Linked DNA regions of Mus musculus: region 2 is linked to region 1. Evidence: chromatin contacts called from public ChIA-PET data. All regions are on one chromosome and are shown on one strand. The core of a region is the stretch at or near the end of the contact, and the rest is flanking DNA. Distances in the headings are between cores, read along the strand shown. Region 1 overlaps St6galnac5 (ST6 (alpha-N-acetyl-neuraminyl-2,3-beta-galactosyl-1,3)-N-acetylgalactosaminide alpha-2,6-sialyltransferase 5). Region 2 overlaps St6galnac3 (ST6 (alpha-N-acetyl-neuraminyl-2,3-beta-galactosyl-1,3)-N-acetylgalactosaminide alpha-2,6-sialyltransferase 3).

Evidence for each region. ChIA-PET counts read pairs in DNA pulled down with a chosen protein or histone mark.
Region 2: an RNA polymerase II ChIA-PET map of memory CD8 T cells shows a contact between it and region 1, with 30 read pairs. The contact joins two enhancer-like sites. A contact is called at or near these places in 1 of 39 promoter capture datasets (hippocampal neurons), 5 of 484 Hi-C or Micro-C datasets (CD4 T cells, CD8 T cells and nephron progenitors) and 1 of 115 datasets of contacts at active chromatin or transcription factors (memory CD8 T cells).

What each region holds. Positions count from the first base shown.
Region 1 is chr3:152,940,707-152,944,855 of GRCm38.p6, forward strand. The region is part of intron 2 of St6galnac5 (ST6 (alpha-N-acetyl-neuraminyl-2,3-beta-galactosyl-1,3)-N-acetylgalactosaminide alpha-2,6-sialyltransferase 5); the gene reads right to left. All of the region lies in intron 2 of Gm46830 (a long non-coding RNA gene), which reads left to right. Among named protein-coding and RNA genes, the nearest start is that of St6galnac5, 39 kb to the right of the region's middle. Within about 2 kb of position 2,760, at least 42 of the 459 cell types and tissues checked have an H3K27ac peak or open chromatin away from gene starts, as enhancers often do. A contact at or near this core is called in CD8 T cells and memory CD8 T cells, where this site is marked.
Region 2 is chr3:153,238,967-153,243,130 of GRCm38.p6, forward strand. The region is part of intron 3 of St6galnac3 (ST6 (alpha-N-acetyl-neuraminyl-2,3-beta-galactosyl-1,3)-N-acetylgalactosaminide alpha-2,6-sialyltransferase 3); the gene reads right to left. Among named protein-coding and RNA genes, the nearest start is that of Gm52634, 15 kb to the right of the region's middle. Within about 2 kb of position 2,050, at least 43 of the 459 cell types and tissues checked have an H3K27ac peak or open chromatin away from gene starts, as enhancers often do. A contact at or near this core is called in CD8 T cells and memory CD8 T cells, where this site is marked.

The DNA of each region.
Region 1 (4,149 bases), core at 1,510-4,009:
CAAGAGTAGGAAGGTAAAGCTTCTAGCGTTGGGTTATCTTCCCAGCTGCTGTGGTGATGTTTATATTTTACTCTGGTACAGGTAGTGCCTGCCTCCTTGATTAGATTCTCCTTATCCTCAATGGAAGAAAACCGGTAGCTTTTATGGATTTTGTTGATGGATAGATAAGCTTTTGGTTTCATTGATTTTCCCCCCATTTTCTTGCATTGCTTCTCTTCTTTATATTTAGGATCACAACCCCTAGACAAGGCAGGAGAGCTCCTCTCTTCTCTCGTTTTTCCTTGCGTCTTCCGGTGCGGGTTGGCTTCTATTGTCCCACCAGACATTTCTTGGAAGAGACGGAAGGACTTCTGAGATCAGACAGGCATGTGGGCATGTCCGTAGGAAATTGTCTTGATTATTGATTAGTGTCAGGAGGCCAGCCCACTGTGGGTGGAACCATCCCTAGGCAGGTGAGATGAAGTCATCCCTTTTCTCCTCAAGTTGCTGTTGGTCCTGGGATTTATCAGAGCAATGGAACATTTCTGTCTTTTCTCTGTGCCTTCTGTGTTGGTGGAAGGCTCATTTCTCTCCCTTTCCAAGGTGGAACACCCCCTTTTCTTCCGTGGTTTCTGGAAGCATGTTGTATATGCTGACTTTGGCTTTCTCCTTCATCTCTTCACTCCCTATATACATTAGTTGCCCCTGCATTCTACCCCAAACAAAGCTCACCCCGCCCTAGGCACGACCCACTACTCAATTACCTGTTTCTCTCCCCCACCCCAGTGCTTCATGCCAGTAGCCGCATGCCTGCCTCTACTCTCTCCTCCCTCGCTGGGGTACTAGCTCGTGTTGTGACTCAGTTCACTTCTGATTCTGTTTCCCCGCTCCTACCTCTCCTGACACTAACCGCTCCCACTCACCACCCACAGTAACCTCTGCATTTTTCTTTCTACCTTTTGTCACCTGGCCTATAGCCTGCCTGTTCCCTACGAAGCCGTGATCTTTGGCATCACCTTGTGATTGGTGTCTCCACACTAAACAGTATCCAATTGCTTGGGCAGTCACTCATCAAACAAACGCCTGATGGGCCATATCTGTTAGAATTGGCAGGTGGTTTTGGGCCGGCTGCTGCTCCCTGGCCCAGCTGTCACCAGCACAGGAAGGTAGTGTGGGTCCCTGACAGCACAGGAAGGTAGTGTGGGTCCCCTGACAGCACAGGAAGATAGTGTGTGGGTCCCCAGGATGTTGTGCCTAAGAAACAACAATGTTAGAGCTGAAAACACTGACAGTAAAGAGCAACTTAAAACCCCTGGCTGGGTATGCCAGACTGCATGAATTATGATCTGTACGGTTTTTATTAAAAAGAGCTAAGCAGATTGCTAGATGATTGATACATTATATCTGAGCTGTCACTTTTTTTAAAAAGCCATTAATACTTTTAGGCTGAAGTTCCTTCTCACTTTGAGTTACATTCATCTGAAATTCACCCAGGAGTATCAGGGAGATGGCTTTCTTCCCTTAAGATGTCAGAGAATGGTAAGGTCGATTTATAGAGAGTCACTGAATTGATAGGATTTAAATTTTTAATTATGTAAATTACTAAATTTTGTTATTTCTTTGTGGGAGGTAACATTCAAAATCTTGTTGGCGCTTCTCAAGCCCAGGTGTATAAAATCTACTCAAGGGCTGGACGTATTGTTAGGTGTGGTGGACCACGCCTTTAATCCCAGCACTCGGGAGGCAGAAGCAGGCAAGGACCCTGTGAGGTTGAGGCCAGCCAGTTCTAGGACATCTGGGCTACACAGTGAGAACCCTTCCCTCTAAGGAAGAGTTGGTTCTAAGAGAGCTCCTTTCCTTTCCTGGACAGGAACGGCATGCAGATAAACACACACCTCCTCCCTCTCCTCTCTAGTTCTAGCTCACTGTTGTGTTTTCTAAACTAATTTACATGTCAAATAAACACCATGATAAATACGAATACAGCATAGCATCACACGATACGATACGGGACATTACCGCTCGCTACCTCCCGCCCCCCATTTTCACCTCCAAGCTTCCACACAGATTTCCACCTCATTTAAGGTTGTATTCATGGCGTGGTTTTGTTTTTCTGATTCTTTTATCAGTTCTCAGTGCAACAGGTCATGGGCCTTTTCTATTTCTGCATGCACAGTGCTCACACATCTGTCCAGGAGCACCCTGATTCATGTTCTTACTGCAGCTTTGACTCCCTAATCGAAGCTTATCTTGGGGCAAAGGTATCTGAGTTTGCTGAGCGTATAACAAAGAAAGGTCAGACGTTTATTAAGCTGCTATGAATGCTTGACTTGGTCTTTGGGAATTTAGCTTAGCTCTGCCCACATTTACTCAGCATTATACCCCGTGAGGCACTAGGGATACGGAGTGAATTAACACACATTCTTAAACCAAAAACTATATGCTCTAGACAACCGGACAGCCAAGGGCACGCCCCCTAGACAACCCAGCAGCCAAGGACACGCCCCCTAGACAATCCAACAGCTAAGGACACGCCCCATGCGCCACAAACACTGCATATTTCCTTTGGCCGCCTTGTATTGTTGAGTGAGAAATGTGTGTTAGAGAAGACTCAGACAAGACTCCTGAGACACCGCTGGACCAACAGATGGAAAACCATTAGGGATGGTGTCGACAATCTGTGGGGATTTAGGGAAAACCCACAGTGAGCAGAGCTGTTAGGGACAATGGCACAGACATTCTCTGCAAATTTGAAAAGCTGTGAGCTCGCTGTCTCTAGTGAGTAAGAAGGCTGGTGGGAATGGCTGAGTGGTGAGGGCGGTCTGGTCCTGCTAGGAAGCTTCACTTAGACCTGACCCAGATGTCCTTGTGAGGTGGGGGAGCCATTTATGTGGAGAGAGCCATGAATGTGTTAGTTCTTCAGCAAGATCGCCCCCAGCTACACAGAGGGTATGAAAGGATATAAAACTAGAAAGCCTCCCATTTTAGAGGCTGCATTCTTGTGTGTGTGTGTGTGTGTGTGTGTGTGTGTGTGTGTGTGTGTGTGTAATAGACACAGCTTATTTATGAGAATTCTTTCTTTTCTGTTCAGTTAAGAAGTGCGTTTGGCTCCACATGTCAAACTTCAGTACATTATAAGCAGAAAGAAGGGTGCAGAGCATCTGAGGTCTGCTTGGGGAATTGTTCTTCTGTTCTTCTGACTTCTCTTTTCAGAAGCGAAACATTGGTAAAAATGACATAAAAACACTTGACAGTGAAAATGATTTTGTTTGTGATTTCTTCATTTCTTAACAGTCATAGAAGCCAGGGAGGAGAGTTCAGGTACTCGAACAGCTTGGGTCTTTCGCATGGCTCCATTCTCTGAAGAGGGTTAGCTAGCCAATGGGTTGGCTTGTTAAAAAGAGTGTTTTACATGCTGTTTAGCATGATGGTTAAGTTCTATGGCATCTGACTAGGCATGAGGTGCCCTGCTGCTTGGTAAAATGCATTTTGAGGTTGTTTGGATGGGATTCACACACGATGCAATAGACTGGGAAAGGCAGATTGGCTTTGCCAGTGTGTGTGTGTGTGTGTGTGTGTGTGTGTGTGTGTGTGTCCTCCAAACAACTGAAGACCTGGCTGGGACTAAAACCCTGAAGAGTGTGGATTAGGGGTGCGGATGCCTTGAATAGAAAGCCTCTTCCTGTCTTTGGCCCCAAATTCAAACCTTGGCCTTTCTTTGTCCTTTGACCTGCCAACTTTTGGACTGACCCCTGACCTGCCTGAATCTCTAGCTTGCCCCTGAGGACCCCTCTCCACAATGACACACAACAATTCACTGTGGACCTATTGTGCACTTTCCAGTAGATACAACAATCATGATTTTTGCCAGGGGGACTTTGAATCACTGAAAAGTAGACTTTCCAGGCAGGCCTGACTTATGAGCTGTGGTCACCTGAATCCCAGTATAGCTGAGAATACAGCCAAGACATGCATAGATGACAGTAAGGTACCATTGTGCAATGAGACATCAGGCTTAGACCTGCACAGGAGCTGGAAGAGAAACACTATTGATTGTGGGAGTTTCTGACTCCACTCCCCAAGACCAAGGAATGGCACCTGCATACAGCAGACAGCAGGGTTGCTGGTGCAGTCTTGGCTTTCCTTTTCTGATTAAAAAGAACTAGGATG
Region 2 (4,164 bases), core at 800-3,299, 300 kb after region 1:
CTCTAATGAAATACTTCAGCCTGGGTGGGTCATAAACAACAAAAGCTATTTATATGGATCTGTCTCATTTACTGTTTGCTGTTTTGAGACAGTTCACATGTAGCTCAGACTGACCTTGAACTCACTATGTAACCAAGGCTGACCTTGAACTCCAGACTTTCTGGCCTCTATTTCCCTGCGTTGGCATTATAGGTGTGCTACCATACCCATATTACTTCCCACAGGATGGGAATCCTGATATAAGCCACCAGCAGGTTTGCTGCCTCAGCAGGTTTCTTGTCAGCCCTCTTCCTCTTAAGCGGTGTCTTCTTTGTGGCTGGATATGCTGGGGTTTCCTCCAGCCCCCTTTAGGAGATCACTCTAATCCTGGTCACAAGAGTTCTGCCCTATGACCTGTCTTCCAGTGTCCTGGATCTTGCTAGCATCCCCTTGGGGCAATGGGACTTTAAATACTTGGAGGGGGGTAAACATGAGGGCAGTGTGGGCTTCTCTGGGCTTCTTTGGAGGAGAATCTTCAACTCCTAAGTGGACGGAGCTTCCACCAGGAAGGGACGGAATCTAATCGCCATGCCTAGCACACACAGGGGAGCAGGTTATTTACTGAATAAATGCATCGCCTGCTCCAAAGTGACTGCTTGTCCAGGCTCTGTGGACTTGGTTGGAATTCTTGCTCCCATGGCTCTGTGCAGGAGTGCCTGACAGGCTTCCTCGTGGGCCACGAGGGGAAGCCTACCCGGAGCCCCACACTTTATGCTGCTTGACTCAGGCTAAACCATGGATTTCCTTACTTCTCATTACTGAGCCCAGAAAGGGCTAATAATCAGCGAGGCTAGCAAAGCTCTGAAATCCCATCGCAAGTTGGAAAGGGAAATGAGTGTTAAAATCATCTTTGAAGCGATACCCATGGCTTCACAGGATGAACATGGTCATTCAGAATGGACAGGTCTACAGGAAATCTAAGCACTTCATCCAGCCCAGACTGTGGAACCAGGACAAACCCAGCCAGGCACATACCTTCTACCCATCGCAGAAGGCCTAAGGACTGTCCTGACAGCCTCACAGTGGGTCTGCTCCCCAGCTGAAGTGATTTCAACTTGATTATGGCTTAGTGAGCCTGCTCCTCCACTCTTGATTACCCCCCCTCCCCATCTCTGTATGTTCCTCATTTCCAGATGTAGTTTACTGGTCTAAATCATTTAATAAAAGGACGATAGCTGCCATAATTCTGATGAATACTGGTGATAGTACAAGAAAGCAGAGGTTTGTCTACATAGCTATCTTTGACAGTGTTTACAGAGGCATTTTGCAGCCAATACTAAACCACACGTCATACCTTTTTTTCTTTCAGTGTTGTGTCCATCTTTCTATCCCTGGACACCGACAGAGCTATTGTCAGTGCCAGCTTGTGTCCAAGGCAGAGACTCTCATATGCACGGCACACAGTCTCTGCCTCAGAGAAGACTGTCTACATAGGCAGACAGAACCGGAAAAAAAAAAAAAAAAACAATAATTCCACATAAGTGAGATCAAAGAGGCTCGGGTAAGTTATCACACAGGAAGTAATTAACTTTGCTTGGGCAGCATGGGGGAAACCAAAATCCAAACAGAGATCCCTACAAAACATTTAAGAAGTCTGCCAGGCTCCTGATAACGAGCCAGGTCCAGAATGCATGAGCTCATCTGAACTGGATAGATAAACTGGGTGCAAAAGTGGACCAGTTCTCAGCCCTGGCTGCTTATAATAGTGGTGAGGAGAACTCCCCCTTCAGGGAAACCAGAGTCCCTGAAGTGAGGCTCAGTGTAGCACACTGGAAACATCTTTCCAAATGAGTGTGCACACATGTGCACACATACACATAGACACACACAAAGAAATAGACATCAAACTCACACATACAACCAAAACACACAATCTCAAAGAATAAGTAGTAAAAAAATTAAGTACTTCTGACTGAGTCATAATCAATCACTCAGGTCCTCTGAGAGCCTCAGGCGATGAGAAAGGATTCAAGGTCTCTGGGACTTTCAAAGGTCTTCCTTTCCTGACAGGCGTTGAGGTCAGTGACAAACGCACCCTTAGCAGGGTGGCCCAATGTTGAAGGAAACTGGGTCTCACAGACTGTCACACTGGTAACACTGACGAATGCTACTGCCAACCTTTAATTTGAAAGAAAAAAAAAAGTTCCCCATGCATAGAAATAGCTTCATTTTTAAATAGCTAAATTTTTGTGTGAGATTTTTTTTTCATTCCCTACATTTCTCAGAAGAGTATGTTATTCCCCCAAGTGCTACAACTAAAACCATGCAGCCATGTGGCAGGATATCAGCAGCCACTTTAGGTTTCCTGTCAGCCCATGTTGAAAGCCACCTTCAGTGCAAGCCTCTTGGGGGTGAAGCACAGCGGGAGGGGTTCTGGCTCATGCTGCTGCTGTTGCTGAGCCTCTATGTGAGTCTAGGCAATCCAGAGAGAATTTCTTCCTGATGAGTACATGACTTTTTCCATACAAACACCACCACCTCAAACACATCCTTTGCCGTCCCAGCAGCTGTCACCCACCGAACGGGCATGCTCACTGCACATCACCCGGGCAGGGGTTCCCTACCGTGGGAACGCTCTGAGAGAAGCCCAGCCTCCTGTCTATCTCTGATTTCCCAACCATCGTGAACAGTAAGAACTCCCGAGGCTGATTACTGGAAGAGAAATGAACTTCAGAGCAAGTAGGCAAATAAGTATCAGAGAAAGGATTGGGTGGCAAATTTAAAACTGTGGACGTGGGTGAAACCTCCAGTAAAGAAACATGGAAGCTGTGTCAAGAGATGCTCAATAAAGGGAGCGCGAGATGCCTCAGAGGGTAGGGGCTCGTGCCACCAAGACCGAGGACCAAGTTTGATTTCAAAGACCCACATGGTGAAGGTGAGAACTGACTCCCACAAGTTGTCCTCTGACCCCCATGCGCTCCATCGTACCAGCTGTCCTCCCTATAAAATAAACAAATGATTAAGCAAATAAAATATATATAAGGAGCTGTTTAACAAACCTCCTTTGAGTCTATCAAGTCCTAATTACAAAATTACGCACCATCAACAGGCACGGAGCAGAGCCCGGCTTATCTAGCTGAGACAAGTGTGTATCTATTTCCAAGTGCTCACCAGGCTGAGAATCTGTTCTCCGGTGTGGGCACTTGCATCTCCAGGTAGGCACTATAACCCTGCTTCTGCTGAGAACATGGCACTGAGGTCTGAAAAGCTGCCCAGTCTGCCTCTGTTTCTCCTCTGTGCGGGGCCTGACAGCGCCCGTCAACAGGGACATCACACTCGTTAGGTTTGTTAGACAAAGGGCAGGGAGACTGATAAATGATTCCTTGATTATTTTCTCTCTGAAATAACTCTTCTGTCCCCGTCCTCAAGTTACATTTAGATAATGAATGGAGGGCTTAAGTGTTTTCCTGGGGAATTATTTAGGAGAAATCGCATTGACGGTTTTAATTCTCAGCAACTGCGAGCGGATATGCATTTAAGAAACAGGAAGATGGGAACAAAGATTCTGTGTTTCTGCTCGCAGAGCTATCTTAGTAAAAAACAGATGGCTGCTACCATGTTCTTTGTTTCTTTGTAAGAGGCTTCAGTCCCTGACAACCCAAGTTAGCAGGTATAGGTCTTATAGGTCATACTCCTGTAGCCCCTGAGGGAAGTGTCAGAGGCAGGATGTCTCCAGGCACCTACCCTGGTGTGAAGAGGTCAGCTCATGAGAGCTAATTTGTCCAGTGAGAATGGCAGGCTGCAGGCATGCCCGGGCAGAACCTGTTTGCAAGGTCTTCAGAGGCTGGACAACAAGGATCAGGAACCTGGGACACAGACCGTGGGGACGGACAGCAAGCTGCCCTGGTGCACCCTCTACCCAGACTGTTCTCTCTGTCTGTGTGTGATGGCTTGGTTTTGCTGTCCACGCCCACTGGATTTCAAACCGCTGGGCGTGTCTGTGAGGGTGTTTTCAGAAAGATTTAATTGAGAAGAGAGCCACCCTGGTTATGGGTGTCTCTGTCCATTGCTTAGGAGTGAGAAGGAGAAAGTGACCTGAAAAGGGCTCAGCTGTGGCGCAAACCTGCTACGGGCCATGCTTTCCCCACCATGATGGTGAGGTGGAACCCAGCAACTGCGAGCCCA